Linked DNA regions of Hordeum vulgare: region 1 is linked to region 2. A link is a contact called in public Hi-C data. All regions are on one chromosome and are shown on one strand. The core of a region is the stretch at or near the end of the contact, and the rest is flanking DNA. Distances in the headings are between cores, read along the strand shown. Region 1 holds the start of LOC123449117. Region 2 has its middle 99 kb from the start of LOC123450656.

Region 1 (4,028 bases), core at 1,242-3,741, 190 kb after region 2:
TTTGCAACCAACTCTAGTTATCATTCTTGGGCGCTTCGTTTTCCCTTCGTCTGTGACCTCTTTCTTGGCTCGAACTTCACGGAAGCCTTCCTTGGAGCACACAATCTGGCGAGAAATGATTGAATTATCACGCCTTGAACGGCAATACCTGCTAATACGTGCACGAAAACCATTAAGCCTCGCATAATTTATATAGAACAATTTCGCGGCTTCTTCAGAATCAAATTCCATACCCTCAACCGGCTCCCCAACAGGGTCTACCTCGGTAGATTGTGGCTTTTCAATTGGATTAAGGTCCTGATGTGCTGACCTAATATCAAGTTTTCTTGGTGGAACTGATCCATGATTATGGGTTTTCACAAATTTAGCAACTACCCATTTGCCAGGACCAATTTTTTTTATCATTATCATAGCCTTACAACCAACTCTAGTACCTGTCCGTTCTTGCTGTTTTTGGTCAGGGTGGAGGCCTTCACAGTTACGCGTTTCATGAAATCCCTCCTTTGAGCATACAATACGACGAGAAATAATTGAATTATCACGTCTGGAGCGGGTATACCTGCTGATCCGAATACGAAAACCTGCATGTCTCGCATACAAGCTGTAAAAATCCCTTGCAGCATCTTCAGACTCAAATTCCATACCTTCGCAAGGTGTTAATTCAGTATCATCTTCATGTCCAATTAGATTTTCTGCTTCTGATGGTTCATGTGATGAAATCTCCATAACAGTAAAGGCTCGGGGAAGTCCGGTTAAATCATCATTTTGCTCATTGTCTCGTTTTGACTCAAACTGCTCTGATTAGTAATATACCTTCCATAACCAGTATCGACCGTCACAAATCTATGTAGATTTTCCTCAACGTCTCTTTTCTATACTTTTGAATAATATAATTACAACAATCATCAACGTGGCGCCTTATAAAATTACCATTATGGTCCACGGCAGTCCAGCTATGGCCCTACCTTCAAACTTGTTCACATGGTACGCAGGATGCAGAACTGTAAAATGATCTAAAGTTAGATGATATCAATCAGATATTGCAGCAAGCAGGATTGTATCTTGATAAGGAAAAATGTAAATGACTTGTGAGATCTCTGACAACTTTGTTCAAACACCAGTAAGCAAATAGGGTTAAGTGAAAGGTGTCAGGAAAATCGTCTAGGGGGTACAAGAACAGGAGCCAGGCATCTTTTTATCAGAGTTAACCACAGGATCAGATGACGGAGTTCATTGCTACCATAATATGAAAATCGTTCAGAAAATGTGTGGAGATAAAGGATTGGCCCATTTCAAAGAGCTACTCCACATCATGATTACTCGTAAGACATATTGATGATGCAGCATTGCATAGGTAAGTAGAAGCACTTTGTTGCCCTGTCAGAGCTCTAGGAACCACACAAGCAACAATTTTCTAATAATCGCAAAGTACTACAGTATATTTTTACCATTCGAAATTAGAATACTTGGTCATAAATGTCAATGGCTGGCATTCAGAAACTGAGTTAGGCATGCAAAGTTTCTGTTAAACGATTTCAGTTTAAGCCACATGGTTCTAAGTTGAGTATGACTTTTGGTTGAATTGTCCAGGAAACTTATTAGAGGTAAAAACAAACTTGGCACTATTTAAAGATACACTTTCTCCTTCTCTTCTTCGGAGCTTTTGAGCCCCTTTTCTCCTTTTATGGAACTTTTTTACTGTTGAATGTTTACTTCCATTGATGACCGTACTAACAAGGACCTGCACTAGTAACGGTCTAGTATGAACCTTACTCTGGTACAAAGTAGCACGTGATCCTCCGGCGCAGCCGCCTCACCACAAGTTCTTATTATGGACAGACACGGAACTGATCGAACACTCAAAACTGTTCTAATGATTGAGTCCATGCGCGGCAACAAAAAATTCCATTTATAGGCATGCATGAAACGGAAGTACTCCTATATATCACGGACAATAAAGCAAGAAAGCGATTAACTTGAGCCCAGATAGGACTAGAACAACAACATCACAACAAAAGTTAAAAAAAAAAAACAGAAAGCCTTTTATGTGGAGGAACTCGGCACGCACCTGTGCTCCCGATAATCCCGAAACCAGCGCAGGAAAACCGATGGGCCAGGAACCAAGAAACGAACAGCCCGAGCGGTTGCACCCAGGTGGTGGATACGGCAGGTGGTGGGGGCGGTCAAATCGAGCCCAGGCGCGACGACCAGATCAGTACGGAACGCCAGGAAGAAGGAGAGGAGGCGGAGGAAGAAGAAGATGAAGCGCGGAAGGGAGGGGATGGATTGGGCGTGGAGAAGTCGCGGCGACTGCTCATCGTTAGCATTAGGGAAAGGGATCGCCGGTGGGATTAGTGTGGATGGATGAGGAGAATTCGGGAGGAATTTTTTTTTGGATTAAAGAAAGGAGACGGCCGGGACGCGAGTGGGGGAGGGAGACGGCGAAGGTGGTGGTGGTGGATGAGGCCGGATCTTCGGAGGGCGGAACGGACGGCGGAGCGTCGAGCGCGCGGGAGCGGCGGAGGGCGGGGATCTCGAGATGTTCGTGCGTATCCGCCCGCCCAACGGCCCAACCGTCCAAGTGGATAAACAACTCACGGTGAGGCGGGCCGTGATGCTGACGTGGGGGGCTGGGGACCCATTTACCAGGGACGCTGTTTGTGCCGGGGAGGGGACTGGATGAGCGTCGCCGTTGCGTCCTTCTCATCATCCGGCGGCCGTGCTCTTTTCCGTCTTGGAAAGAAAGTTGTGGGTTTTGTTTCAAAAATCAACCCAGTTTTGCGACCTTCCATGGAAACAAAAATACTCAGAGCATCTCCTATTGTTCTCATATTTAAATGCATGAATGGCTGTGTCTATTTGTGTTAAAAAAAATAGTTATCGTATTTAAGGCATCTAAAAAGATGTTGTACACATATTGCACACATACAAAGAAACCACATGTATACATATTGCACGCACACAAAATACTAAATACATTTCAAATGAGTCCAAAACGAACAACAAATTACTCCCTCGTGTCAAAAAAAAGTCTTATATTTTGAGAAGAGTGGGTATTACATAGTTTGGCAAATTATTACATAGTGCATCAAATCCATATAACATAAATTGTTTATCAAGGTGAACAACAACGATCAACACACAATACAACAAAGTTCATCACACAAATGCAACAAGCATTACTCATATAAAGGATGTAGGAGTACCCACCACCTAGGGCGCCTCGCAGGCGGAGAGGCTCGCCTAGCCGTCTGTTGCCGGGTGGCATGCCGCAAGGACTTCTCAAGAGAGATCTGATCTTTTCGGACGGCTCATGCCCAGGCGACACGGCTGGAGGGTCCATGACGGGTGGACCAGCCAACGCGCTCGGGGCCATCGTCATTGGGTGGCTTCATCGCGTGGACTCTCACGCATGTGAGCGTGTTCGAACCTGCTTGTCGATGTCTTGGATTCGTCCGATCGCGCCAGGGAGGAGCTTCTCGGGACAACTTTGCGTCATCTGATCTGCCCCGATGTCACGCGTCCGGGTGACCCGATGATACGCCCATTTTGCATCATGTTTTCTCAATGATATTTATTGTATTTTGGATCGTTATTTCACTTTATGATGCAATCCTAATGCCCTTTCTTTCTTAATTTGCAAGTTTCACACACAAGAGGGAGATTGTTGGCAGCTGAAATTCTAGACCGAAAAGGGTTATAGAAGAGTTGAATATTGTCTCAAACTCCAAATGACCTTTAAATTTTGGAGAAATATTTTGGAATATACAAAAACACTGGCGAAGGAATTACTAGAGGAGGATCCGCGAGGGTGTCACGAGCCGATGTGGCACGCCCTACCCCTCCAAGGCTCGCCAAGCAGACTCGTGGCTCACTTGGCTGGCCCCAGGGCCCATCTTCTCCTATAAGGTGCTATTTGCCCTAGAAAATCAGAAGAAGACTTAGTACATCACCGCCATCTCGAGGCAGAACCTGGGTAGGAGCACTTTTGCTCTTCACGGGAGCGATTCCGTCGGGGAAACTTCCCT
Region 2 (4,099 bases), core at 399-2,898:
ACCGAGGAATGAGCAGTCCTACCTCGACTTGCCAGCGGTCTGCTGACCTGACCCGCTGACGTGACCATTTCGCTGTGGACACTAGGAACCGGGACGCCGTGTGGAACAGAGAGCTTGCTGGAGGAAGCGGTTCAGATCAGAGAGCCGACCTCCCCAGGGTAAAGTCGATTGTGTGTCTGGCCAGGTTTTCCTGCCAATACTTTTCATATATAGTCCTCGCTGCGATGCTCCCCCGTCAAATTCATCCTTGTCCACGGCCTTCGCTTTAGTATCTCTTCGGTGTTGGCAATTAGGCGGCATCGTTAGGATTTGATGGAATCTGAAAAGTATTCACCTCCGTTGACCGCGTGCTTAGGCTTGACACCGACGGCCAGCAAACTCGGGCACCTCACCTCCCCGAGTAAGCGCGTACGCCCCTTGACTAGGCCTAGTCAGGGCCGGGCCGACAAAATTTGGAGGCCCTGTGTTAAATTAAAAAATGAGGTTCTATCTTATTAGAAAAAAATATTTCTTCGTTTTTTAAATATAATTTTTTTAGAGATTCCACATACATATTTTAAAGACTGGATTTGATCATTTTGCGCCGTAGTGAAATGTTTAAATATATTATATATATATATATATATATATATATATATATATATATATATATATATATATATATATATATATATATATATATATATATATATATATATATATATATATATATATATAAACGGAGGAAGTAATGCGTAGTTATAATGCATATATATCTCACAATTTTTTTAATAACCTATATAATTTAATGTCTTACATGACAATTGAATATATAAGAAACCATACTTATTCAACTCCCAGTTGCATAATATTTATTTGAACAACATTATTCTTTTAGTATTTTTTAAAATAAAATCTTTATTTTGCAATTATGTGTCAATATTTTGCAATTAAACGAACAGTTTAACTCACCTAGGTTCGTGTCTTGATCGACTAAATTGCTATACTATGACATTTAAATGAGTAGGCAAGAATCGAGTAGGTTCGCGCCGCAGTAGCCGATCAATTGATCGATCTAAACTTTCCATTTTCAATCAAAGAGGAGGGCCGCATGGAAACTGTTTTTGATTAAGCCGTGGTTTAGGCATGTAGAGCAGCTCTAGCATACCCCGCATCCCGGCTCGACCCGAAAAATAATCGTCAAAATGCGGGTCCGGACTGGAAAACCCGCCCGATCAGACCCCGCATCCCACCCCGGCCCGTAATTTTTTTACGGGGCACGATAAAATCTCGGCCCCAACCCACGTATTCGCGGGTTTCCACTTCACCGTTGCGGTGCCCCGCATATGAGCGAAAACGGTTGGTGGAGGACATTTCAGCCCGCGCTTTCTCTCACCAAAGCATATTCCGTGAATATGCTCTTTTATGGGTCCGTTTGAGGGGTCTGCATCTGGACCAGCCCGCAAAAGCTGTTTTACGCAAACTGCAAACACGTTTTGCGGGTCGGACGAATGCGGGGTCTGCTAGAGTTGCTCTAACGACTAGCGCGAGAGTGAGACAATATATTTTTCCTTTTGTGATCGATCAGAGCATACCATGCCAAGCCTAACGTGTAGGAAAGCTCTTTTTATTTTGAAATGCATACTAGGCCTATATAAATATTTGGGCCCCCAAAAGTTATGGATCCGGTATGGGCCGCACAGTTTGACACTTTGACACAACTATGGACCCGGCCCTGGGCCTAGTGCATCCATAGAAACCAATGTACTTCAGGTATAACTTTTTGTTTGCTGCTGTTAGGTCCATTTCAATGCTTGAGAGTGTAGTGTTAAGAGTGTCACATAGGCTTAAAAATGATGTGGCAAAATAACTAAAGATGACCAATAGAACGTTCTGTGTTGTTACGGGCTACAATGAGTCACATAAATAATTATGACTGTCGTCAAATCAAAATTTATTTCTTTCCTGTACGTCCGGACGTGTCCGGCCATCAAAAGGATGCCTCGCGGGCTCCCGTGTCTGACCATCAAAAGGATGCCCCATGGGCTCCCCATGTTAAATTGTTGTTATATGTACAAATCTTGCGAGATTAATTCTTGGTCAGAATTAGAAGGAGCCATGTGGTCGGTGATTATTTTGAGTAGCAAACTATAATCTGGTTCTGTTAAGGAGCCATGTGACTGGAGATACAAATTTTTGACAAAAATAAAGATGGATGGGTGACTCACCTCTCATGGTTGACTTGTGCATCCATAAATTGATCACTGGTGTTGCCAAATAAAGCTACCTTGGGGGGAGAACAACGGTGTACATGCTCCAAAGATACGAAGAGCTCCTATTCTTCCATATCACCTTCTCATTCATCGACCTCATCAGATATGTCGCAAAAAATCCACCTCATTCGCATGAACGAACCCTGTTGTGCAATTGTGCTCAAATTGTCACACAAAATCCGCTTGCCAAATTGTAATATATAACCGGGACTAATACATGAATAGTATGTGTGCAACTATGCATAGTAAAGGTTCTTAAAATAGTGACCGAACTAAATTCATTGATATAAAGCTATAAAGAATTCAAGATATAATAGGGACACAAACACAATTTAACAAAATAAATAGTCACACACAATCTTCATCGTAACTATGTATATATATCCATGAACAGTATGCAACTATGCACAGAAAAAAAAACTCAAACCAGTAGTAAGTGGGAAAACTAATATCTGTAAATGTAAATAATAAGAACTGGCTGGACTCTGGCGAAAACACGGTCAAGGCTCAAAGCATGAACAAATATCAAAGCAAACTTCACTCATGGTCATACCTGACCAAACGGGCCGGCACGGCACGTTGTAAACGGGGCCAGCACAACACGGCCCGCACCGGCACGTTTACTAATCGGGTCATGCTGTGTCAGCCCGTGGGTTGCGTGTCCAGGCCCAGGCACGACCCGGTTATTAAACGGGCCGGCATGTATATCCAATTAGCACGTTGAGTCACATATTTTTAGCTTTATGGATTTATTTTTGGGTCTATTGGATCATATATTATGTATATATATATTTACAAAAATCTAAATATATATATAAAAATAAACGGGTCGTGCCGTGCCCAACCTCCACACACACGCACGTCCCAAGACATGCTGCGTGCCTCGCACGGGCCCGTTTAAGTTGTGTCGTGCGTGACCCATGACGGGTCGTGCCAACGGGGTCGCGGACTGGCCTGTTTAGCCCGACCCGTTTGGCCAGCTATAGTCATGGTGTTGGCACATAGGCTTAGCACACCCACAATGCCAATTCTCCTCGGGCCTTCATTTTCTCGACAAAGAATGAGATCAAATCAGTAATTTTCTAGGACTAAATATCAGTACCCAAGCTCATGGCTTGTTATAGCTAAAATAGAGTGTTTTAATGTGTGTACAATGCAGAATAACCTATTGTTATATTTGCCAGATAAATAAAAAAGGTTATTTTTTCTCGAAGCATTACTCACTTAATAGGAGCCTTATAATCTGCGCATATGTTGCTCCATTAAGCCTAGCAACAACAGAAAAAATCGATAATGGTAACATAGAAGGTCATTCAAGTGAATTTTCCATCGAGTTCTTGATGCCCCTCATACGTCTTCAACTTATCTATAGTTTTTTATTGTTCCATGCTATTATATTATCATTTCAGGATACTTTTGGGGTATTTATTTATCAATTTATATTATTTTTAAATACTAACATATTGACCCGATGCCCAGTGCGAGTTGCCGCTTTTTGCGTATTTTTAGCTTTTCAGGTTTACAATACCAAATGAATTCCAATTGTCACGGAACTTTTTGATGATGTTTTCTAGATCAAAAGAAGACCTAGAAGGTACGGGAGGAGGCCAGAGGCCTCACGAGGGCAACACCACACAACAAGGCGCGCACAAGGGGGGGGGGTTGTGCCCTATTGCCTCGTGCCCCCTTGGATGCCTCCTAACATACCTCTTCGTCATATAAATTCTATTTAATCCCACAAATCCTAGGGAGCATCCCGAAACACGTTTTCTACTGCCGCAATCCTGTATTCCACCGTGAGGCCATCCGGAGCCCTTTTTCGGTGCCTTGTCGGAGGCCGAATCGAT

Evidence for each region. Hi-C and Micro-C count contacts between places; a contact is called where the count stands out from the background.
Region 1: a contact with region 2 is called in a Hi-C map of leaf, with 2.3 times the contacts expected there. The contact joins the promoter of LOC123449117 here to the enhancer-like site in region 2. A contact is called at or near these places in 3 of 6 Hi-C or Micro-C datasets (leaf and seedling) and 1 of 1 datasets of contacts at active chromatin or transcription factors (embryo).

Annotation. Positions count from the first base shown.
Region 1 is chr4H:495,246,213-495,250,240 of MorexV3_pseudomolecules_assembly, forward strand. LOC123449117 reads right to left here and starts at 2,492. Exons shown (of 6, transcript XM_045126209.1): 1 at 2,069-2,492; 2 at 1,774-1,938; 3 at 1-1,001. The coding sequence starts at 726.
Region 2 is chr4H:495,055,498-495,059,596 of MorexV3_pseudomolecules_assembly, forward strand. No RefSeq gene overlaps it. Among protein-coding and RNA genes, the nearest start is that of LOC123450656, 99 kb to the right of the region's middle. Within about 2 kb of position 1,649, at least 3 of the 3 cell types and tissues checked have open chromatin away from gene starts, as enhancers often do. A contact at or near this core is called in leaf and seedling, where this site is marked.